2 separate regions of the Gossypium arboreum genome follow, and region 2 is linked to region 1. A link is a contact called in public Hi-C data. All regions are on one chromosome and are shown on one strand. The core of a region is the stretch at or near the end of the contact, and the rest is flanking DNA. Distances in the headings are between cores, read along the strand shown.

The links. A called contact is a pair of places that touch in the nucleus more often than the background predicts.
Region 2: a Hi-C map of leaf shows a contact between it and region 1, with 2.0 times the contacts expected there. The contact joins the enhancer-like site here to the promoter of LOC108454919 in region 1. A contact is called at or near these places in 2 of 5 Hi-C or Micro-C datasets (both in leaf).

What each region holds. Positions count from the first base shown.
Region 1 is chr9:1,294,427-1,301,456 of ASM2569848v2, forward strand. LOC108454919 (pentatricopeptide repeat-containing protein At1g62930, chloroplastic-like) reads right to left here and starts at 3,393. Exons shown (of 2, transcript XM_017753552.2): 1 at 3,239-3,393; 2 at 1,471-2,437. The coding sequence starts at 3,242. The coding sequence ends at 1,473. LOC128280805 (a long non-coding RNA gene) reads right to left here and starts at 1,343. Exons shown (of 2, transcript XR_008270968.1): 1 at 893-1,343; 2 at 207-505.
Region 2 is chr9:1,493,420-1,500,449 of ASM2569848v2, forward strand. The region is part of intron 1 of LOC128280733 (a long non-coding RNA gene); the gene reads right to left. Among protein-coding and RNA genes, the nearest start is that of LOC108455997, 3.5 kb to the left of the region's middle. Within about 2 kb of position 3,197, at least 1 of the 2 cell types and tissues checked has an H3K27ac peak or open chromatin away from gene starts, as enhancers often do. A contact at or near this core is called in leaf, where this site is marked.

The DNA of each region.
Region 1 (7,030 bases), core at 2,143-4,642:
TATTGGGGTGCAAAAGTAGTGCTTATCAGAAATTATTAATACAAGCATGGAATTGGATAATTAAATTAGAATAAATTTGAGATGAAGATTACAATTTGCAATTTATTTGCATGGAATTGGAAAGTAATTTAAAAACTAATTCAATTTTAAATAGTTTATTAGAATAAAATTTGAGCGAAAACTTGCATATGATTTTTGGGATTCGATTTTAGCTTATCTTGAAATATTTGAGTTTTATTTGTTTTTGAAATTAAAAGAAATATTATGCAAACTGAAAATTAAGACAAAAATGAATTGTAATGCTTTCTTACTGCCTTGGCCGTCGGTCTTGTGGTTGCCTTTGCTGGTCAGTTCTGCAAGCACAGTTCCATCATCGTGGTTGTGGTTGTGTTTGTCTTCTTATTCTCCATCTGAGGTATTCCACAAGAAGAGAACTGGTACTAATTGCAATACCAAATCCGGTGAAGGGTGATAGGAGGACGGAGAGAATTGGGTTCACAGCCAGCTGCATGATTCAAGGAAGAATATTAGGACCATAACTCCGATTCCCTCCCTCGCTGCCAATTATCAAAGCAAAAGAAAATAGTAATACGAAGGACTTGGAAACGTATTAATAGTTGGGAACTGAACCAAATTGGTGAATTGCTAATAAGGAACATTCAGTTGAACGACCCATCTGATACGCCAGCCTTTTTTTTTTTTTAACCACGAACTGGGTACATTACACAACAAGGAGAAACAGAGACACATTCCTTCTTTACCATAATTTAGACCTGAATGTTGTACATGAAGGCAGGCAATTGAATCGACGCACAACATTTCCTTTTGTCGAATCAAAGATCTAGATATCACAAATATGAATCCAATTCACTTAGCTTTAAATAGGAATTACCTTATGTTATGCTGTTAGCAGCAGACAGAGGCTTGGCAGAAGAGCACAACATTGGCAACCAAACGAGCTTAATCCGGAAAGCAAAACTTGCATAGATGTAGCACCAAAAGGTTAATGCTAACTATTTTCTCAAAAACTCACTATACATTAGAAGTAATGTTTTCTTAATACATCCCTAAGCAATACTGTGCCAAGTCATAAGCATGTTAAGGAAAGAGACTCAAAGTGGAACCAGCTGGAAGTGCCGATTGGGACCAGCCACTTGCCTCAGCACTTTGCAGTGAAGTGTTTTCTTCGAGCCTTTTGCCAGTGAACTGTTGAGGATTCACCCGCTGTATGTTAATCAGTGCAAATACAAGCTCCGCTTGGCAGGAAACAGCCATCTTAATGAATAAAGGTGGAGGCTCCGATTACAGCTGCAAAGGGGATATAGTTTCGACAATTTCCTTCACCCCCCAAAAAAAAAAAGAGTTTTTGGGTTTTAAACAGTACCGTCAACAATATTCTCACTTCAAATGTCTGAGAAGAAAATCTTCTCAAAAAGATCACGTGTGAAGAGTGAAACATGTTGTACAACATTTCAGATCAAAATTGATTTATTAGATCGTATGATGAGATCCACAAATAAGGTGGCAGTCCATAAATTTGCAGAAAAGCCCTTACCGACCATTTCTGTAAGAAGTTGTGTTGCCTCTGAGGAATAGCCGTTTCGGAAAAACCCTTGGATCATTACATTATAACAGCAGTTATTAGGCAAACAATCATTATCTTCCATGCTCCTAAACAACTGGTATGCTTCATCTAGCAATCCCTCTTTACAGAACCCATTAATCATTATAGCATATGCGTAAACATTTGGTTTTAAACCATTGATTGAGAGTTCACAAAATAAATCCTTTGCAATTTTGATATGCCCAGTTTTGCACAAGCCATCAATTAGGATACTATAAGAAACAATATTGAGTTCAACCCCACTGTTCCGCATTGCTTGAAAAAATTTCAATGCCTCTTCGAGTTTACCACCTTTGCAAAAACCATCTAGCAAAATTGAACAGGTCACCAGGTCTGGAACTTGTCCAGAAGCAACCATCTTTTTCAAAAGTTCACATGCCGTAGAAACTCTCCCTAATTGACACATACCTTGCATAAGAGTGCTGTATGTGACAGTATCCGGGATTAGTCCCGTTTGAGATATTTCATGAAAGAGTTCCATTGCTTTGTCTAACCTTTTAGCTTTACAATATCCATTGATCATGATGTTGTAACTAAGTATATTAGGTGCATAACCCTTCTTGATCATCAATTGAAGCACTCTTCTAGCTTTATCCATTTTGTTTTGCAAGCAATAGCCATTTATCAATGCATTATAGGTAACAACTTTAGGTTCAATGCCTTGCTTTCTCATTGTGTCAACAATAGCTTCAGCTTCAGAAATCGTTCCTTCTTTGCAATATGCATCAACCAATATAGTATAGGTGAAAATACTAAGTGAAATATTGTTATCCACCATTTCATTCAAAAGCCTTGTTGCCTCCATATGCTGACCTGAATTATACATACCATGAATTAAGCAATTGTAAATAACAATATCCGGTCTAATGCCCTTAGCCTTCACTTTAGAAAAGAGCTCGAGAGCCTCATTTAACAACCTGTTTTTACAGAGACAGTCAATGACAGTACTATATGCTACAATATTTGGTTCCAAACCTCTTTCTTCCATCATCCTTAGAAACCTAATAGCTCTATCAGTATTTCCAGTCTTACACAATCCATTAAGTATTGTATTGTAAATAATTAAATTAGGATGATACCCTTTTTCAACCATTTCATCAAACAAACACACAGCTTGAGAAATCTTGCTTTGCTTACAAAATCCATTAATCAAAGTAGACAAAGTTACAACATCAGGTTCAATCCCTAACTTCAGCATCTTCCCCAAAACAGAAAACCCTAAATCAATTTGATTTAACTGACAAAAGGTATTAATCAAGATGTTCAAAGAATAGACGTTATGGGAAACTCCTAATAATTCCATTCGGCTAAACATAGAAACAACAATGGCATAATGTTTCATTCTAACAATGGCTGCTAATAGTTTAGTGAACTCCAAAATTGAAGGCTTTGGGTACTTCTCAATCATCTTATTAAACAAAGTCCAAGCATCATCAACATTATTGAAGCGGTCATACTTTTTTGGGTTTCCCCTTACAGACATTGAATTCTTACTTAAAGCTTCGATGTGGGTACCAATGGTGTTAAAAGAACAAGAAAAAGAAGAGTGCAAACTGGAAAGATTCCTTCCACCAGTAACAAATGAACGAAGAAATAATGAAGAATTGAGCTTACCCATATCTAGAAAACCAGAAAAATGAAAGAAAAAGGGCTAAGCTTCAAATGAAACCACCATTAACAGTACACGAGAGCCAGAGAGGAGAATGGGAGGACGACTTTTGCCGTTTCGACTGGTTAAGGAATCATTTGTTAGGGCTAGTTATTATTGAATGGATAAACTACACAATTAGTCACCATACTTTCATAAGTTTTCATTCTGAGTACCAAAAAAAGTAAAAAACTTTTATTTTAAACATTGCGATAAAAAAACATGTTCTGATTTCATCTTCTTCTCAAATATTTAATTCTTTTAATGCTTTTTCTCTACAATTAGGTTTCTCTTACAACAAATGACTTAGTAATCAAGTCCATCCAAGGCTTGAAGAAGAAATGAAAATGATTTTGGTAGAAGGAATATACATATATCTTTATCTGTTTAACTTGTTCTTAATCGTTGGTCTAATTTTTAGTTTTATGTGGATGTTCAGACTGTCAACTCTCCGTTCAAGGAATTTGATCCAATTCGATTCTGACAACCATGAAATCATGAAACCAATTAATATTAATATTAAGAAATCATTGAAAAATAGTTAAATGCTATGAGTTATTTAGGGCTTTTCTAGACCTTACTTTACAACATTCTATAATATGCATAAATTTCAATTTATTTATTATGTTTCTCCTCTTGAATTATGTTATCTAAGTTATTAATTATATGATTTAGACTTAATATGTATTTAGGTGAATAATTGGAGAAAAGTGATTATAAAGATCATTTTTGGTAAAGTTTTTGCGAATGAAATTTTTAACACAACATTGTTTTAATATTTTAACCATAACTTGAGTTACCGAATTCTGTTTTAAACTTATAATATACCATTTGGAAGGAAACCAAAAGATCTAGTTGAAGTATGCCGAGGCTCAAGTCACAATACAATATTCTTTAAAAACAATACCTCATTCACATATAATTGATTTTTTAACCATGTTGATATACTAGCACTCTTATTGAAATACAAAATCGATAACGGCTTAAGCATAAAATTAACATTTTTTTTTAGAAGTAAACAATATCATTAGACATGTTTAAAATCCAATTTCTAATAAAGAATGATTGGAGAACATAAAACCCTCCATATCGCTCTAGAACTAAACTATAAATGCTTATCTTATATTGATAAATTTTCTATTTTACCAAAACAATTAGTCAAAATTAATACAAAATTTCATTCATTTGAATCTTGAAAACTTATCTAAACTTAGAAAGGTGATCTTCCATATCTTAGGCTTTTTTTTTCTTTTTCTTTGTAGAACTTCTTGTGTAATCATCTTGTATGCTTTTGAGCATATATTTACAATGTACTCTTGGTCATGTGATAGAAATGAAAAAGTATTTACATCCTTGGTTTGTGAATGACCAATAATGAAAGATTAGGCAAAATTTTTAAGTAATAAACCAAAATGAATGTTAGAGTTTAATAAAGTATTTTTTTTTAGCTTGTAAAAAAAATCTTTTCCTTGTTCTCCATGACAAGAATTAAACATTGCATTATTCTTGAAAGAATTAAAAGATTTTTTTTTTTGATCTTAAATCCTACATTAGTTCCACTTAATGGACCTTAGGTGTTGTATATAATGTGTACAATAATATATAGATAATGCTACACATACTTCACCCAACCAAAGAGTCACCTTATTAAGGAAACTACCTTGCTTAACACATGCCTCGCTTGGGTCCAAGGATACATAACTTAATCATTATGATAATATGGTTGTCAAGTCATTAACATATCTTGCAACCCAATCACGTCAGGTTATGTAACTGACTTAATAAGGGTACTATTGAATGAAAAGCCCACTAATTAGAGGGCATATGGCTTATGTAAGTCAACTTTTATATTTCTCCAAACCTTATAGTGGGAGGGATCATTTTTCGCACTCTCCAACCTCTCTCTCAACTCCTCCACTCTCTATGCTTTATTTGCCTCTACTTCATACACGGCTTTTCACCTACTAAGTGAATCATCAACATCATCTCCATCCACATTCACCCCTTAATAATTGGTAAGGTGAGCATGGGTAGACATGGCTCATTCCAACTTAAGTATTCTCGCTAATAGAGATGAACAAGAACAAAATCCAAAAACCTAACTATAACCTTTAGCAACTTAGGATAAACCGCAAGCTTGTGCCCAACAACTTTTCTTTTAGGAACCTCAACCCCAAGAACAACTACAACCAAGTTTTTATTATATCCCATATAATCCTTATGATCCACACTACTTGTATTATGTGAGTTACACCCAACATCCACCAATGAGATGCTAAATTTAGTACCCACCATCTCCCTCAAATTACCCCTACTCCACCCTAAGAGAGCAAACCTCTCAAAATTCTAATGTAAATTCACAATAGTTTACGTAAATGCAAAAAAAAAAAAAAATGAAATCTTAGAAGAGCAACTATCCATATAGCAATGGCTTTATCAACAGTAGCAAGAAGTTAATACTCGCAACAAAATTATTGAATAGTTATGAGCCAACTAAAATCCCCAATCTTAGGCACCCTAACAAGACGACTAACATAAAGAAACAAATTAGTTGTCTCTTCACAAGTAGAGAGGCCCAACAGTCAACCTCTCATGTCAACCACAAAAGCAAAACCCTCAAAACAGGCCAACCTCTTTAAAGATCAGATGTAGGCCTTTACGAAAAAAAGATGTAATCTTTTTTGAAAAACTAGGTTCATTAATTTTAAATGAGACTATTCCAATGAACCTTTGGCCTTAAAAACAATATAATTGACTTGTTTCTATTACTTTACCAATCCTTGGATGCATTTTGGAGAAAAAGTTTCATTTCAAAGTATTCCGAGTGAAGTGCACATGGTTGGTAAAACATCAACCTAGGTTGAACTTTAACTTGATTTGAACCTCAATCATTTAGTTCTAACCCTAAGCTGAAACTTTTCAAGTTGCAAGTCTTAACTTATTTCTTTAAAATTTAAACCTAAATTAAAACATTTGATAAACTTTCATCAAATTATTTTCCTCCAACCTTTTCTCACTACAAACACTTGTACTCTAACTTCAATTGAAGGAAACTTTGGCTCTCATGATTCAAATGATTTTTGTGTCTATGATCTTCCGAAAGTGTTGAAACATTTTTCCGCTATGAAGAAATTTTTTAGACTAACCATAAGTAGAATCTATCGTAAACCTTTAGTCCTATTTAAGAATAGTTTATAAGCTGTCTTTGCACCCAATTGATGCTTCAACACTTAAAGAAGTCCATTCTCACGAAAGAAATTTGAATTAGAAGAGTTTAGGTTACCTTTAGTTGAAGGTAGAGTTTGGTCAAAATCTTTAACCCGAAAATGAATTGAAGCTTGAATATGATTGAGGAAAACATTTTGACAATCATTTAACAAATAATTCATTTAGGATTTAAGGTTCGTCTATAAGGGTTAGGGGAATGATTTAGGGTATTTTTACAAATCAAGCAAGTTTTTTTGGTACTTTGAAAGAGTTGCGTAGTTCAAGAAGAATCATCTAATGGTCTGCAACTTACTTACCACATGAAATACGAGATTTAAGGTCTAGAGAGATTTATTAGGATATCTCGATGATACATGCAATATTTTTTATGGGTTTGATTGGTATAGGGAAATGAATTAAAGTTTTTTTACAATATGAGCAATATTGTCTATGCTTTTATTTGTTACAAGGATCAATAAAAGCTACTCGATTTAAGGTAAGTAAATATATTGGTGGCATGAACTATCTTAATGCAAAAAAAAATTTGTGTC
Region 2 (7,030 bases), core at 1,947-4,446, 200 kb after region 1:
AAAAGAAATTCTGATATAAACAACAAAATACAATTATTTTGTTTACAGTAATGGACACGTGGCGTATGATAAGGGGTTCGTAATTTTAAAGTGGGACCAGATCAGATCAGATTAGGTCCAAAATCTATAACTTGAAGCTCATGGGGTGCGTGACTGGGAACAGCATAGTTGAAAATGCCACGTAGGCAAATGAATGCGTTTTGATTGGAGGTTAAGTTATCAATGTTGTCGACTTTAAATGTTTTTGCCAACTCACTCTCACATCCACCGAGGACCAAATAATACAAATGCTCCTTAGGTTTTTTTAATATTTTATTTTTTTATTAATATATATATTTCAAAACTTTCCAAAAAATTATTTAAAAATTTTATCTTTGTAGAGGAATAAATCTGTCCGTTGGATTAAAAACAAATTCGAAAAATTTAGCTTTATTTTTTAGAAATTGAAATCGGTCGATTTTATGAATAAATTCAACGGATTTTTAAGCTCTAAATTTTATATTTATTTTTATTTTAATCATTTATCGTTAAATTGATAACGAAATTAATGATTTGATTTTTTCTAATTAGTATAATAACACATTTAATTCTCATGTTCTATAAATTTGATCATAATTCTAAATAATTTAATAAATTTAATCTTTTACATTTACAAATTCTATCAATTTGTAAAACTTAAAAAAAACAAATCTCTAATTGCTAAATATAATATAAAAATTATGTTTTAAGTTTTTGTTGTCATGGTCACATGTAAAATATTTTATATTACATTAAAATTATTTGAAATATTCATATATTTACGTTATTACATATAGGAAAGGGAGAAATTGGGTGTGTACCATAATTAACACGTAGGAGTTTAATGGTGGGTTTGGATGGGCAGTATATTTACACGTGGTTAGTGTAAAACAACGATAATGGTGAGATTATATACTATAGCGTGAGACAAAAAGTAAGTTAAACGAACTACACCCCACCACCCATACAAACCCACCATAAGGCTTGACTGAAAGAGGCTATTTTAATTTGAGAGCCACATGTGTCCATAATTTTTTTTATTTATATTTTGTAATAAATATATTAATATAAATTTAAAATAATCTTACATATTTTTATGATTAGTTGTATCATTAATATTTTAACAATTCAATCGTCACTTTTATTTTATTTTATTTTATTTATATAAATCATGTTTTGTCAAGTTTTGAATAAAACTAGAATATTGCATTATTTGTTTTATGTAAAAACTTTAAACTTTTGAATATATCTATACAGTATATAAAGCTCTTGAATGAAATTAGGTCATAAGTTAACCGGGCACCAATTTAATTAGATCAAGTTTAAAATATTATTTTAATAAACAACAATTATTATTATAAAAGTTTTTATGTGTTTTAATATTTTTATAAAATCTTTAAAATAATTTACTTAAAAATACAATATTAAAGTTTTAACTTTAAATCTTTAAGGTAGAAAAACTTCAACCATTACTCAAAAATTTCATTCACATACATGATAGGGTTGATATAATCAAGTATTAATAAAAATAATATTCTAAATCTATTTGATCGTTTAAAATAATTTATATTTGACAAATATAATTATATTGAACAATTTAACATTTTAATTTTTAAAAGATTAATTATATAAATAATTATAGAAAAGTGTCAAAATTCAATATTTGAACAATTCTAGTATAATTCTTTCCTTATATTAATATATTTTTATTTTATAATTATATTTAAATGTTATATATTTATATGGTTTTCAATATGGTTTAATAAATTGTATATTTATTGTATAAATATAACATTTATATTTATTCCTCAAAAATATTTATATTACAAGTATGTTATATTTGCAGAGAATTTTTTTTTTCTTTTACAAATTTATAAATGTGGAATGCGTCAGTTTTAAATGCTAAAAGTTTTGGTCAGGAAGTTTGGGGATCAAATTAATAGAACTTGTAAATGTGAATGGTTTGATTTATTGAATTATTTAGATTTGAATCAAATTGATAGAATATGAAAGTATTGAGGACTAAATATGTTATTATACCAGTTGGAAAAAGGTCACACCATTATTTATGTTATCAATTTAATGGCCACGAATAGAAATTTTAGTGCTTAAATTGAAAATTTTTAAAATTAGGTGACTAAAATAAGAATGTGAGCATAGTTGGGTGACCATTTGTATAATTTATCCATAATATAAGTGCTCGTTAGGTTTTTTAATATACTATTTTTTATTAAAAATATTTTTTTTTCAAAACTTTCAAAAAAAAATTATTTGTAAAACAATATCAAATTTGTTAGAGGTGAGCAACCGCTCAATTTTATTGGTTTGGTTCAAAAAAAATTCAAAAATCAACTTAATTAGCTTCAATTTTTTTTTTTAAATCAAAATCAACCCACTTTATGAATAAAATTGAATAAACCAAATCTAATTTTTCTGGTCATTTTAATCGATTTACCAACTTTTTTTAGTTAATTATCTGACTTAACCAACATTACCATGTTTTTTTTATATGTTGTGTTTGAGTTTAGGTAATATATTTGGGTGTGTTGAATTTATTTTGATATAGGCTCGGATAATATATTTCAATATGGGTTAGATTTAAATATTTTAAATTATATTAAAATAATAGATATTTAAAGTTGGTTAATTTGGTTAATTTGAATTTAGTTTTTCAAAACAGAATCCAAACAGATTAAATTGTTTTACCTAACATTTGCAACCAACCTAAAATAGCAACCAAATAAATTTACTCAGCAAAATTGAAAACGATTATCAAAATTTTTTACACCCTTAAAATTGTTAGTGGGACTTTCAAGGAAAAGTTGAAAGCTTGAACTGAGGTTGCAGCAACAATGGACATCATCTAATAGAAGGAGAAAATAGCTCTATCATAGTCATCTTTTGCATCTATTGAATGTCACTTGTTGCCTTTCTCTCCCACACTATGCATCTTATTCCTCTTGCATCTACATTGTATAAGATCATGGTAGGGTAGAAAAGCTAAGAGCAATGGTTGTTTTGTATTTTTATTAGAATAGGCAGTTCAAACAATGCAAAGTTGCCTTAACAGCATTTCTCTTAAAGCTTTTTCACTTCTCAAGATTGCTCCACTTATTAAGGTATGTGGCAGTGGTAGGTCCTTTCTGAGGGTTCATCTTCAGGGGTGTTGGAGGCCCAATGGGTTGCATCCACTATGCCCCAACAATTAGTAGTAGTGTTTTCATTTGCATCTTTTGCTGGCAATACAATTTTCAAATAATAATAAATTATAATAATTTTGAAAACTATAATATATTAAAAATCATTAAAAATATTTATAATTTAATTTAATTTAATTTAAATATTTATTTTGATCCAGTAGTCGGAGCTGCAAACCACTTTGTCAACCTCATCCAACTACACATGAGTTTTGGTTCAATATATATAAGCTAAACCTTTGAATAAATTTGTATGCAACAATGTAATCCTAAATTAATTCAATGTGCATATGTATATTTAGTAGGTAAAATATTTTAAATTTATTTATAATTGGATATTTACAATATATAGAATAGGGATAAATTTCAAAACTACACGAGTTTTGGTTCAATATGAACTGTTATATATTAACTTTGATTTTGTGTAATTTTATACACGATATTTTGATTTGATTAAACTTTCATAAAGGACTAACATCATTGTTGATTTAATATCATTTTACTTTTACATACTACGTACACAAATAATTATACTTATCAAATATAAAATAAATTGTTGTATTTATTTCTTTAAATGTGTACAATTAAATCAAATTTATATGTATATATTTGAACCAAAGTCAAAGTGTAATGTGAATAATTGCACATTGGATCAAAGTTCATGTAGAGTTTTGATATTTATCCTTATAGAATATAATATATATTTTAGTAATAGGAATGGTGTACTGATGAGCTTTCATCTTTTTTTAGAGAACTATTCTAAGACAGTAGAAGGAAAAGAGCATATGAGAAAGGTTCCTTATGTTTCTGCAGTAGGAAGTCTCATGTATGTGGTGTTATGAACACGTCTAGATATCTATTTTGTATTAGGATAGATGAGTTGATATCAGACAAGTCTTGGTTCAGGATGTAACGCCCCTAGTCCGTCCCGGTCGCCGGGCTTGAGCTACAAAATACTATAGTACAAATAGAACAGTCACAGACCTTTAATGGATAATTCAAATAAAAAATAAATATCAATCATAATATAAGTCATTTAGAGAAAATTTAAACCTTTTTCAAGCCAAACATGAGCTTACGTGAGCTCTAAAGTTGATTCGGGATTGAACAAGGATCAAATTATAAAGTTTGAAAAAAATATAGGGCCAATGTCGTGATGAGGCATTCCCCACGTCGTGACGGCACCAAAATTCTGTCACGTCACGATACGGACCACTTGACATTAGGACGTCACAGGCTGTTGGTCGATGTTGTTACGAGAGAAGCTCGACGTCGGGATGAGAAACCTGTTTTGGCCAAAATATGTCCATTTGATATTGTTTCAAATCGACTTACCAAGTATGCCTATGTATGCCTTTGACAACATTTAAAACATTTCCAAAACATGTCAATACCATGCCAAAACATGCCATATAACATTTCCCTAATCATTTAACCAATATGCCACATTTGACACCAAATCTTAAAAATGAACATGATCATTAAAAACAATTCCATAACATTATACAATTCATACTACAAATTAGTTCATATGCACAAAACCATTTTTGCTTAATCATTCATGTTGCATTACAATGTGTCAAAGTTGTGAACACAACCTTTAATCACATTCATAAGTTACCATATGTGCTTAAAACTTTATTTATACCATAAACATACTTAACATTACAACCATTGACACTCCTATGTACATGCCACATATAACCAAGTTTGAAACAAAAAAAAGTCTACCGAATCGAAAGACGAAGGGTGTGAGATTCTTGTTGATCTGATTGACACGTTCTAAACGTCTAAAATCTACAGAGAAACTAGTAACAACGAGTAAGTATTACAAATACTCAGTAAGCTCATACAATATAAAAAATTAGCTTACCTTAATCATTTTAACATATACAAATCGCTATGCAAAACAATTTCACCTATCAGGGCATAATAAAACAGCTTCAACAAGGTGAGATTTGGTACATAATCACATTTATAATTTCCAAATGGTAATATACCAAATTTTAGTCAAGATATTTCACATACGAATTTCTATTCATCACTTGTTAGTATCGATATTTCATATCTTTTATATTTCCTGATGAATCATTGTAAAAGAACTCAATATATAGGTACATATCAGATCTGATGCTACTTCGAGCTAAGCACATACATTAGTGTTGGGTTACCTATTTAGGAACCTTTATTGACACAATAAATAGCTGGCCAAGGCTATATATATATGTAAGGTTACCCATCCGAGCTAAACCTATAAAATGACATCAGGTTACTTGTCCGAGCTAAACTTGTGTTACATGTATCTTCGAATTCACAAAAAAATGTTGGAGCATGAAATCATCGGAAATCAACCTATAACTATGTGTAAAAGACTTTTACTAAGTTCATTAGGATTATCTCCACATTAAAGTTCAATACCATTTCATTTTAATTCAATCCAATTACAACTTATGTACTAATTTGTAAATAATCCAAACCTTCAATAGAACTTATATATATGCATTTAGATACAATTTAATAGCAACTTAAAATTATTTATATCGTATGAACTTACCTGGCAAAACAACAACGGTTTAGGCGTTAAGGACTATTCAGTACTTTTCCCTTTTCTTTGTATATCCTCCAATTGTTGTAAATATCGATCTAAACCATAATTTAATTGAATTATCTATTCCAAACATCATTTAACAACATAATAAAATTATGAGACAATTCAATTTCATCCATAGAATAATTCCTCAAGTTTTGCATTTATTTCAATTTAGTCCTAAAACCAAATATGCCAAAAATTTCAAATTTGTGCTTCAATTTTGAAATCAATCTCAATTCCATCATTCTAAAGTCCATTAAAACCTATGTTTATAGAAATTTCATGCCGAATTCAAAATTATTACACTTTAGTCCCTAAGTTCAAAACTAACAACTTTTACTTTACAAACTAGTCCTTTTTCATATGTAAGCTTCAAATCTAACCAAATAACCACAAAAGCTTCAAGCATACATCAATGGTAATTTTTACAAACTTTGACAGTTTTTACGATTTAGTCATTGTACCTCATTTTCTAAAACCACTGACTTTAGGGTCAAACCACTTGTACTTTAACTAACTGTCCAATTAGCAAATTTATCATATCAAAATCCAATATAATACTATATTAAACTAGTAAATATTATTAAATAATATTTACTGACTCGATCATCAGAATACAGGGTTTCGAAATTGCCCTTTTCATTACCACTGAAAAATGGGTTATTACAACTCTCCCTCTTTAGGAAGTTTCATCCTTAATTTTTTTTTTACTTGAGAGCATATTCGAGTATTGTGCTTTCATAAACTTTTCAGTTTCCCATGTAGCCTCTTCAATACCGTGTTTGTGCCACAGAACTTTCACTAATGGTACTCGTTTATTTCGGAGTTCCTTTATTTCCAAGCCAAAATTCTTATTAGTTCTTCACTATATAACATATTAGGTTGTAATTCAACTTGTCGGGAGATATCATATTGTGAGGGATCTGAATGATAACTATGCAACATTGTCACATGAAAAATATTGTATATCTTTTCTAATTTGGCAGCAAGGCTAAACAATACGTTACAAGTTCGATTCTTTCAAGAATCTCATACAGCCCTATAAACCTTGGGCTGAGCTTCCCTTTTTTGTCAAACAACAAAACTTTTCTTCAGGGCGAGATTTTCAAAAATACTATATCCACAATCTGAAACTCAGTGTCTTTTCTTTTAAATCGGCATATAATTTCTAACGATTAAAAGCAACCTTTAAACAATCTCGAATAATCCTGACTTTATCCTTTGT